Regions from separate parts of the Gossypium hirsutum genome. Here region 1 is linked to region 2. The links are chromatin contacts, called in public Hi-C maps. All regions are on one chromosome and are shown on one strand. The core of a region is the stretch at or near the end of the contact, and the rest is flanking DNA. Distances in the headings are between cores, read along the strand shown. Region 1 overlaps LOC107887704 (chaperone protein dnaJ 16). Region 2 has its middle 11 kb from the start of LOC107886672.

Region 1 (6,217 bases), core at 3,121-5,620, 54 kb before region 2:
TTATTTTTTAGATATAAACTAGTCAAATATAAATATTAATAATTATATTATAAATAAAAAGCATACAAACCATAATATAAGAACGGACCTCTTTTCATGTTCGTTTGTTTATTTTTAAGTTTGTTCATGTTCGTTAAGAATTTCAAATTTTTTTTGCGTGTTTGTTCGCTTAAGTTAAACAAACATGTTTGTGAACATTAAATGAACATGTTCCCAAACATGTTCATTAACATATAATTGAGCATGTTCACGAACAATGTAATAATAAACAATCCAACAATAAATAAACATATATATAGAATTTTTTAGATATAAAATAGTCAAATATAAATATTAAAAATTATATTATAAATATAAAAGCATACAAACCATAATATTTTTATTAATATATACTAATGGAACAATAAACGAGCTTTAAATGATTTATTAAATGAGCTTTACACTAACAAAGACGAGCTTGTTCATGAACATAAATGAACTGAGCAAACTTTGTTTGTGTTCAGTTCGTTTAATAAATGAGCCTCAAAATCTTGTTCATGTTCATTTATTTAGCTTAATAAACAAACAAAAACAAACAAAAACCAAACTGTTCATGAACTGTTCATTGAACGCTCTGTTCATTTACAGCCTTAACTAAGTCTTAGAATCTCCAAATTCAATGCTCTTCTGTTCTGTTTCTGCATAACATGTAGATTTTCTGTTTCATAAACTGCTATGTAAAGTTAATTCTAGAACAATTTTAAGTCTTCTCCCTTGACAATTTTGAGTAAAGAAAAAGCATCTCTAGACAACAACAGTTGATTTTTGATAAATTATTAGGACAAGTTTCCAGAGAGCAGGTTGGCGCAAAGCAAGCTCACAATTCATAGAACTTTAGGCCTTTCCCCCATCATCTGCAAGAGAATTCTGTAAAAACCATCTCTCTTACCTTTGTGTTTAATTACCTCTTCAGTTATATGCTCCACCTATCCCCTTTCAGAACATTGTGGAGAATTAGGCAAAACTGTCTTGGGTTTTGGAACTGTAACAGATTGTCATACCATATTTATCTTCAGAAACTTGTAATCCAATCCTTTGTCTTTTTCTCACTTCATGTGTTTATTCATTTCCTCTTACCTTCTTTTTCTTTCTTAGAACTGTTTGGTGCTTTTCGTGCAGTAATAAAATGTCAATATACTTGGTTTGTCTGGGACATGGCTTTGCTGTGATCTCTTATGGTGCTTCTGATAAGAAAATTCTATTTTTAATGGAAGCATTAGTAGCATAGTTGTTTAAAACTTTAAGCTCTTGGGCCTCATTTTAAATTGTGCATATGTTACTTATCTGTCTGTTGAAGGTAAGTTTGTTTCTTTTTGGTGTAGGAGGACAGTGCAAAAACAGGAAAAGTTACATCTGCGGGAATGTATTTTCTTGGCTTCCCTGTCTATCGCTTGGATCAAACAGTCAACTCAGTGAGTGACTATTTACAAATATGACATAGTTGGACTTCAAGTTGAAGTTTGATCTTGTTGTCATCCTTAATCTGGTTTTGACATGCCTCACTGCAGGTTGCGGCTGCAAAGGATCCAGATACAGCTTTCTTCAAAAAACTGGATGGATTTCAACCATGTGAAATAACTGAATTAAAACCGGGCACACATTTTTTTGCTGTTTATGGTTTTTCCTTTGTTACTATGCCCTTCAAATCTCCTGTTAGTTGATTTGCATGCATGGATGAAACTCACTACCATTTTTTCTAGGTGACAACTTTTTCAAGAGTGTAAGCTACACTATAGAAGCTATTTGTACGGCCCCTTTCATAGAGGAAAAAGAGAACCTTAGAGCTGTGGAAGCTGAGATTCTCTCCAAAAGGGTGGAACTGTCAAAGTTTGAAACTGAATACAGAGAGGTATCTGCTTCCACAAATGTGGTGTGTGTGCCAGTATTTAACTTTTGTTCTTGTTGATATTCATGTTGATTGCTGCAGGTCCTGGCACAATTTACAGAGATGACAACCAGATACACAAAGGAAATGCAAGAGGTGAGATTAACTTGTGGGAATTATGAGTTAAGCTCCGTGAGAATTGATATTCATAGGTGAATGGATAAATTTCTTGGACAAATCCTATATGCGGGTTTTGCAGATTGATGAGCTTCTCAAACAAAGGAATGAGATTCATGCTTCCTACACGATGATTCCTCCAAGTAAGAGAAGTTCAAGTAGGAACAGGAGTAAGGGTGTCTCCAGGGAGGCCAAAGAAGGTGAAGTGAGAGACAGGAAACATTCTACGAGAGATAGAACTAAGAAGAAGAGATGGTATAATATCCACTTAAAAATTGACAAGAGAAAGCAGCCATGCTGAACAGGTACAGTATGGGATTTGTTTTCTAAGAAAAGCTTGCCGCCCTTTTTTGATGAATAGTTATGATTGCTTAAACCGTGCGAAATGTTATATCAGGATAAAGAAGTCTGCACAAATTACAAATCATCAATTTCTGCACCCATCATTTATTGCAGTGGTTCAAGATTTGTGCGTTGATCATGATGTGAAGAAGATGGTTAAGATAGAAGTTAACCATTTCTTCAGCACGTCAAGGATGACAGTAACTCATTGTTATTGTAAAATTCTTTCTTCTTCCTTTTTATTTAGTTTTTTTTTCTCTGGGTCTTATTTGTAATTTATCCGCTTGTTCTCAACAAGAGCACTTGTAAGATTCCCCCATTGATCAACACTGTGGACTTATCAGGGCGCAGGACGAGGTGGTAGAATACACTCCCTGCCCAAACCCGACCTATTGACATCCCTCACCAGTACTAAATTTTCTCTCAACTTCGAAGATGATTACTTATCGTAGTGTGGTTATGTAGTATGAAGAATGTTGTTGTGGCATAGTATGAGAAGAAGCCAACTAAGGCTAGATGAAATACAGTAATGAGTTAACAAAATATAGTTTCAAGGAAACAAAACCGTCAGATTCTCGAGTGTAGTTATTTTGACTTCTAAAATAATATCAAGGGGCTTCATTGGTCGGCCAAACGAGGTTATTCCATCATACAATCCTCATTTAATGTAAATATATAGGTATTATGCACATCGCAGGTGGTTCCAGTAGCCAATGATTAACGGTGGAACTGCATTGAACTTGCGTGACCACATAACGACCACGGCAAAAACTTTCGGCTTTCAACAAGAAAAAAGCTTCAATGGACTTGGACAATGTAATTTGTGCTTTAAAAGGAGGCTTCCAATAGGTTTAGAATGTAAATCTCAGCATATGCAACACTTAAACCTATCTAATCCTTTTTATTTTGTAGTTTAAATCCTATCCTATCTAATCCTATTTCTCTATTTTCTTTTTCTTTTTTTTTTGGAGGGGGGGGTGGGGGACGGGTGAAATCCTATCTATGTTTGCAAAATTGCTGTTTAGAACCGAACATTGTATTATCCTCTCTATTGTTTTATTTATGTATATAAAAACGTAGCATAAATTTGATCAAAGGAACTTTTCACCTGCGTATTCTTGTTTGATTCAAATGGATAGTTATTGTTTGTGTTTTGCCCTTCATTTATTTAGAGAGGGGATGCCGGAGAAAAAATGGTTTATACAATATCTGCAAAACGAGAGAGGTAGATCACCGTAAACATGGGAGATTAGAGGAAGGGGTAAAATAAAATAAAAATCGCTTTTTTTATGTACGTATCTCTCTCGAAATATATACATACACATTACCCTTTATGATCAGAATTTTATATAGTTCTACTAGATTTTGACACAGAAATTAGCGAGTGACAGAAAAAAATACGATAAATTAAATAAATACAAATTGTGGTCTGAGGGAAAAAAATAAAGTTATTTGTTGAGTTGGTTTAGTTTTTAGTTTTTATCAAGGGTAGTTTCTTATCTGCATTTATTTATTTTAAATAAAATTATTATTGTTATCTTTTATTTTTTAGTAATTACAATTAATTAATTTAATACCAGTGGACGAATTTGTTAAATAAAAAAAAAACTTGAGTCTGAAATTGTATTGTTAAGATGTAATTTGTTGACGGGATCCAAATCCCAACTATTTGGTTAATAATGAAATAAGAAAATGACATGAGAGTTGAGTCTTGTACGCTCGTTTGAATGATGATACATTTGTTTCTTAATGAAAGTCGAACAACAAATTTAATAAACTGTAACGCATGAAATTTTCATAAATGAAAAGGGAAGCGGAATGAGAAGCAATACATGGAAAACATTTATTAAGACCAGCGAAGAAATCCGAAACAACACTGCAATATTAAATATTATTCTGTTAAAGGACCCAAAACTGCAACAACCAAAGCAAGGAATACCCCCATCACTGCAGTTGGAGCCAAGATGTTGGCCATATTAGTGGCCGCCGGTCCCGGAGACATGGCCATTCCAGGTGTGTGGTCGTGCCCCTCGTGAGCGGAAACAACCATGATGAGTAATGCAGCAAAGATGGCTGTTGTAACCGCAGATGCCATATTTTCAATTCCAACAATGTTTTAGCGGATGGATGGATTTAAATAGGTGACTGCTTCTGGGGTTGAATTCAATAGAAGACTATGTTGGTAATGGCAGGAAGTTAGAATTGTACTATCTTTTGTACTTGGCTTTAAATTTGATGGTTCATCCAAGTTTAATCTCTTAAGTACGAGTTTTCTAAATTAATTTGAAAATGTCAGAATTTTTAACCAAGTACATATTCGCTGGCATTTGTACTACGCAAATGGGTGGGTGGCGACATTAATATGATAAACCAAAATAACATCATTTATGTAAAAGTCAAACCATTTTAATATTCCGCAATTGGATGAGTTTCAGATATTTATTTATTTATTTATTTTATCAAAATGTTACTTTCAATTTAATTTTGAGTTGTATTTATGCTTCGCATAAACAATTCAAATAGGTGGCAGCATAGAATTTCCACAAGCAACCTTATTATTGGTTGACACGTGTTAATTTAATAAATAATCAATGTAAAAAAATTAAAACATGTCGTGAAATGAATCGCAATTAATGAAAACCCTCTCCAAATGCTTCCGAAGACATGGCCAAAAAGAGGATAATCCTACTCAGTGAATAGAGTAATTAACATTAATTTATGAAATTATTATATACGTGCTATTAAAACAGTAATTACCGTCAAATCTATATAAAGAGAGAGCAATTACCATAATATTACTACCGTATATATTAAAGAACAATTATCATAATACTATTTACCATATATATATATAAAATATTTGGTATATTATGAGTAGAGTTTTTAAACTCTATAAATAAGATTAGGAGTTGACAAGTGTCTTACAAGGATATAGTAAAATATTAAAAAAATATATTTAAAAAAAAAGACATGTAACAATTTTTCAAGATTATTTCTAAAATAAAAAAAAAATTTAAACTGCTAGTATACCAAATACTAACCCATATATATTAAAGATAGTGAAAAAACAATTATCATAATACTATTACCTTGTAAAATAGAATAGAGTTGCCATAATATTATTACCATAATTTAGAAGAGCAATTAACATTATATGATAATAAAAGAGTAATTACCATAATATTATTATATATTAAAATTTTGGAGTAATAATATCAATAGCAGTAATTCTTCTTTTAAATTACTCCGAAATCTTAATATATACCGTGATAATATTTATATGATAAAAATACAGAATTAATTCAACTATTTCTCTTGGGGTATTTTACACATAATTTGAAAAACAAAAGCAAAAATTTGACTGTCTGTCTATGTGTTTATTAAAGCGAAGACGACTAAAGCAATTTATGGATCAAAACCAATTGCCACATTGAGGAGACCCAACCCGGTTCTTCAAATTCTGATAGGCAAGGTGATACGAGTCACAAAAGCCCAAATTCTTGAAGGCGAGGCCCAATAAGCAAATTCCCAGCCCAATCAAGAAATCCATCCATACTTAGTTGAAAATCAGGCCAAATTGTCAAAGTGGCCCAAGTTGTAAAGTTTTATTTTTATTTTTATTTATTTATTTATTTATTTACTTAGTTTAAATTTTTATGTCAATATTCAGTCCAAGAGTCCCAGATAAAATGACCTTTGACCGAATTTCCATATTAAAATAATTAGGAGTTTTTTTTTATTTTAGTTTTCTAATTAGATTAGGACTAGTTATAAGGCCTATTTAAAGGCATGACTGTCCACCTTGTTAAACACTTATCATTATTATTAAAATTT
Region 2 (5,937 bases), core at 2,992-5,491:
TAACAACTCCAAATTGACCAGCCCGTGCTGTATGACCAACCCGATGCAAGAAATCTATGGCAGAAGTGGCAAAGTCTGCCTGAAAGAACGCAATATTTCAGATGATTAGCTCCATAAATTAGATAATTCACTAGTCAACTACTTAATAATATCAGTACTCAATAGTCACTGGTCAACCAACAGCAACAGGAAAAGTTTACTACTTGACACAGATTAGTCCCTACCAATATTTATTTACGTATTTCTCTTCTAATAGGAATGATTTCCTTGTGGTCTATATTATTCCTCAGAGGTGATTGCACAGAGGTATGAAGAAATATAGATGCTTTTTCTTCCTACATTCCATAGTACCAAACTGCTTCAAAACTTATATTTCTAGCATTGGTTATGCTCGTGTGACATGTATGCATGCCTATTGTTATTTAGATTATTGTTGCATTATCTGGTTCAGCAAATCTGACCAGCTATCTGTTTGTCAGTGTATTGAGAAAAGACTTGGAAAAATAAAGTTGCCCAAGTCAGGATACAGCCAGATCACTCTAACTAGGAACCTGCTTTTCTAAAGCAAAACTTAATCAAGGTGTTGCAATCAATAATTTCCTTTAAAGAGAAAATGACAATACATTTATGTAGTTATAGTCAATTTTTCATTAAAACCTATATAAGTTTGGTAGAAGGGTGGAAAGGAGAAAGGAAGTGAAACTTTAATCCAAAGTTCAGCTATAAAATAGCAAATGTGGTTACGAATTCTAACTACTACAAAAGGTTTTCCATCAATTTTCCATCCTCCCTACCAAAATAAGCCTTGGTGAAACTATTCTCCAGTCACTTTTACTAGTATTATTGTTACACAATACACAGTTTGTTTAATTCTCCTACTTACATATAAAAGGAGCCACATGTTGCAAGATTATTCATTTATCATGAGCATAATTTTACCGCGATAAAATTGATCTAGTAAAATTGAATCACCTGGATGACATGTGAAACATTTGGAATGTCAACACCACGAGCAGCAGCATCCGTGCACACAAAAATTCCACCTTTTGCTCGGAAATCATCTAAGGACTCGGCACGTTCTGCCAGAGAGAGGCCTGTATGGTAACGGTAACACTCAATCCCAGCCCTCTGCAGTATATTAGCCACTGCTTCAACAGCCTCAACGGTGTTACCAAACACCATGGTTCGGCTAACACCAGCACCATGATCCAATGCTTTTGAGCCAAATTGTTTTACAGCCTCTATTAGTGCATCAACCTGATTGTCAGTTGTGACTTCAATCCATTTCTCCTTCAATCTGAAATTGGAAAAGAACAACAAATCACCAATAAAGCTAAATATTGCATTGAAAATAACGGGAGTTAAGGGATTGAAATGATGATTTGTGACAAAGGCAGATACACAATTAACTCGAGGCATAAAGGAGCTGAAAATCATGCCACAGAACAAACCAAACAAGAAGAGGCTGGATTCTGTAGGGAAAGCTGTTTTTCCAAATGTCAAACTATCAAGATATTGGATCCTCAAATATTAATTGTTTCAGCATTTCAGACAAATTTACAAGTCCTGTCCTGAATCTTTATTATAAGAAACACAATTAAGCACACCATATTTAACCTACTAAATTCAATATGACTAAACTGTTTCAGCATAGACTCCTACATTCCCTAGCTCATTGACAACGCTCGCCAACAGAGTCGGTGCTATCAATGTCTAAACTACGAACCACAACAGATCAACTTATCAAAGAAACATGATCAACTTATCAAAGAAACATACAACTCAGGAGTTTATTTCACCTATATGTCAATTATTTTTATTATCAACATTTCCTTTGTCCAAAGCTGATTAAAAGCATCTTTTTGGCAATCAAGATCCAAGAGTCAGAAGCCCTTAAAGTTTAAAGACATGAACAGACAAAAGGAAATAAATGTTATTTTAAAATGATTATAGTGGCTTCTACACTACGGTTGGGCGTTCGACAGCTGCAGTTTTAATCAGGTAATTTGTGATATATCCTAAATTAGACTTGACAATATTAAACATGATATGAAAAAAATAACTAAACATGACACAAACAAGACAATGAATACACAAATGTTTTAGAGTCTAGATAACAGTTATTAAAGCATCAAAGTTATGTAAATATAAAATACCCTAAATATGATTATGGCACAACAGAATACAAAAACACAATGGATACACATTGCCAGGTCTAGCCTAGTTCTCCATGCATAAGAAAAATGATATCACAAATCTCTAAGTTCTTGTTCCTTGGTGATAACAAGCACAGATGATTTTGGAGCAAAACTGATCGACATGAGCAGTGACAAGCTTAAAACAATAAAATATGAATAAGAGATAAATATAACTTGCATCTAAACAATCCTAATAACCATAACTAAATGCAGCACCGTTTATCCATGGAAAGGGGAAAAAATAGTATAAGAATTTAGCACCTAGGGTTGTGTTGATGGAGGTAGCTTCCACTAACCCAGTTGGCATCCGGAAACATCTTTTTCAACACTGCACCAGCAGTTTTCTTTCCGTTAACTGGAAGGGTTGCGGCAACAAATATGTACTGCTTACTTCGTTCATAATTTTTTCTCTCTCCTCCAGTCCTTTCTCTTGACCGTCAAAGTTTGAGTTTCTTCCATCAAGTCCTGAGCATCAACATCACCCTCAGACATTTTCTCAGCTTCTGAGATGGATTCATTTTGCATGTCTTCCTCACCCTCGAAGTCAAAGTGTGACACAGAATCAGAACTCGTTTCTACAGGATTCTCAGATCCAGCTTTATTCACCCGAGACAATAACTTTTCATCAAAACGGAGCATGTGTATAAGACGAATAACATGATTCTCAAAGCCCCCGGAAAGGAGCATATCTGCTTCATCAAAAACCTGCCAATTATTGTAAACACACTTTTTCTTTAGAAAAAAGGCCTTGTAGTTTCCCAAATAACTAAAAGGAATATAAAGTAATGAGTGAGAAAACATACCACATACTTTACAGCACGAATGAAATCTGAACGATGATGTTTTTTGGGGTCTATACTGTTCAAAAGAGCAACTGGCGTTGACACAATAACATCTGGTTCATTCACCAGCCACCCCTGTAGTAAAGGGTCATATTTGTGACCATCAGATTTTATCAATAAAAAAGGAACAATGCCAAATATATACATGCACCTGAAAAAATTTAAAAGCATCCTCTAAGTTCCAATAACATTAAAAACCATCAATACTACCAATGCCAAAGAGATATGTGTTGCTGTTCACAAAAATACCTGTCGACCACACACCGCTGCAACTCTGAGAATTGGTCTACCATCATCGTCTGAAAGATCATTAGCCATTCGAACCACTTGTTCACAGAGCAATACATTTGGGCAAAGAACAATGGAGAAGGTACGTGAAGAAACAGTAGCTTTCTCCAAATCATTGTCCGCATCATGCCGAGCACCATAGAGCTTATCAATTAGAGGAACTAGATAACCATATGTTTTACCACTGCCAGTTTCTGCTGCAATTACTACATCTTTTCCGGAGAGAATAGATGGCATGCAGGCAGCCTATAATGCATAGGGGAAAGTTTTTCAATAAGCACCAAAAGCCACCAGTTAAAAGTGAGAAGGTCGAATAGAAATTAAAAAAAAAAACCAAAGGTGATAAACTAACTATTGGCCTCAATAAACTAAAACTCCATGTCGAATTCAAATATATTGAGTACTAAATGATATATGCATTTGCTTGTTGTTTTCGGTAATATGTTTAGAATAATAAAATATATAGATGTAAAAAAATTTGTTCTACCCCTTTCAGATTTGCTCTTTAACTCGGTAGCATCAAAATTGATTAAACAAAAACAAATAAGTAAAGAGCCAGGCCAACTCTAAGGTAAATACCAATCATTTTGTTGTTTAAAAAGGCGTTGAACAGCAAAATTAACGAGAAATGGAGCTTAAATCACAAGGAACAGATGTGAATTCATCAAAAGAAGAAGGTAAAGCACCTGAACGAGGGAGGGCCTGTCAAAACCGGCATTGGAGAGAGCTTGAGAGATCCGATCAGATAAGCCTAGAGACTGCCAGGAAACAGTGTCTTCAGCAAAGAAGGTATCCGTCCCAGTGTTCTTTGGAGAAGAGGCGGTAACAACGGCGCTACTGAAGGCCCTGGTTCGGCGGCTGTAGGATTGATTGAGCCAAATTCGGATTCGAGGAGATAGTGCGGAAGTAGAGAGAAAAAAGGAGGGAGTGAAATGAGAGAGGAGCTTTGGGGTAGTGGTTGACAAACTGAAGGAATGGAGCATCGCAGTGGAGAGACGTAAAATCATTGCCACTGTTGAGATAAGCTTTTTCTATTTTTCAGGGGCTTTAAAACTGGCAGGAAGAGAGAAGGAGATCAGGGTTCAGGGTTTAATCCTCTTCACCGCTGCTTAAGCCTTCTGTAGCCTTGTTTATAAGAGCCACAAACTATCTGTTCACTCATAAGTCGGAACTAATGTTAAACCAAAGTACAAAAATTTTAAGAAAATGTGTGTATTTTGGGTAAATTGTGTTACAATGGTAAAGGTCGTAATGCTAGAGGAATCCTTAAACTACCATGCCACAGCTACTACTAGCATGCCACAGCTGGAAAGCCAGTAGTTGTAAGAATTGTACTTTTAGATTCTAGATATTTAGAATACCAAAATGCATGTATTGTTACAATTGAAGCAACATTAAACTCTGGCCTCGTAATGGTCACTCTTTTCCCAAATTTCACAATGGCATTGACAGATCCCAACCTCACCAAAAAAACTTTTCATTTTTCATCAATGGCAGATAATATATTAACACGTCCTTCTACTTCTTCTACACCTATCTCTTTACCAGATTTTCCTATGAAATCTCATTCTGCAAAAAAGATTTCCTCTTTGTATGAAATAGAATATCTAAGTGAAGAAGATAAAGTCCAGCCTACAGACCTTCCTACTATAAATCCTTATTCCGCCTATAGAAAATCCGCATTTTCTCCTGTAAAATCCATCAGAACTTTGATTAAAGGATCTACTAAACAAGTCAGAGAATATGTTTAATCCTCAAGGTTTGATAGTTTTTTCATATATGCAGCATCCCCAGAGCAGTTTGTTACCTTCGAAATTCCGGCAGAATTTCCAACAGAATAGAAACGTGCAGAATATACGCACATCCATTTTGGAGCTATACATCTTGCTTTAAACTACCATGGCACAGCTAGAAAACCATTAGTTGCAAGAATTGCACTTTTGGATTCTAGATATTTAGAATACCAAAATGCATGTATTGCTACAATTGAAGCAACATTAAACTCTAGCCTCGTAATGGTCACTCTTTTCCCAAATTTCACAATGGCATTGGCAGATCCCAACCTCACCAAAGCTTTGAAAGTTTAAATTCAAATAGCAGGAGCACTACAGGTTACTTCAGCTATCTCTGCCACCCTTCATTATCAAATTGTCTACAGGATACAAGATCATGCCTTCAATCTCTCAAGGCATGGAACAGATGACTCTTTACTCATTTCAGTGAACACAAATGACCAGCCTCATTGTGTTCATGTTCCGAGACAGATCCTAAAAAAGGAATTGATCAAACTCCTTCCAAAAAAATGGATCACTAGCTATGAAAAACTTCATGAGCATAGCCAACCGATCCAGTCAACTTCAAGTCAAATTACATCCAAGAGGGACAAAACGACTGAAATCAAGTTTGATCATAGTCATCTTCACAGTTCTCAAAATTCCAACATTTTCCCAACCCAGTTGATGAAGCAACCAAATGAAAAATCGGCACAACTTTATGATCAAGATGATCCAGACTGTTGCTGTCCATTGTGTGAACCCGGCCCAAAAAGAAGCCTAATAGAAAGCTTTTTCGCAGATGGAAAACCTTTATACATGTTTAAAGACCCTGTA

The links. A called contact is a pair of places that touch in the nucleus more often than the background predicts.
Region 1: a contact with region 2 is called in a Hi-C map of leaf, with 4 times the contacts expected there. The contact joins two enhancer-like sites. A contact is called at or near these places in 15 of 34 Hi-C or Micro-C datasets (anther, callus, cotyledon and 5 more).

What each region holds. Positions count from the first base shown.
Region 1 is chrA03:101,113,439-101,119,655 of Gossypium_hirsutum_v2.1, reverse strand. It overlaps LOC107887704 (chaperone protein dnaJ 16), which reads left to right. Exons shown (of 12, transcript XM_041099973.1): 7 at 1,362-1,451; 8 at 1,548-1,656; 9 at 1,740-1,888; 10 at 1,967-2,020; 11 at 2,124-2,346; 12 at 2,439-2,850. The coding sequence ends at 2,342. Among protein-coding and RNA genes, the nearest start is that of LOC107887704, 7.7 kb to the left of the region's middle. Within about 2 kb of position 4,370, at least 4 of the 9 cell types and tissues checked have an H3K27ac peak or open chromatin away from gene starts, as enhancers often do. A contact at or near this core is called in cotyledon and fibers, where this site is marked.
Region 2 is chrA03:101,059,450-101,065,386 of Gossypium_hirsutum_v2.1, reverse strand. It overlaps the pseudogene LOC107886673. Among protein-coding and RNA genes, the nearest start is that of LOC107886672, 11 kb to the right of the region's middle. Within about 2 kb of position 4,241, at least 4 of the 9 cell types and tissues checked have an H3K27ac peak or open chromatin away from gene starts, as enhancers often do. A contact at or near this core is called in cotyledon and fibers, where this site is marked.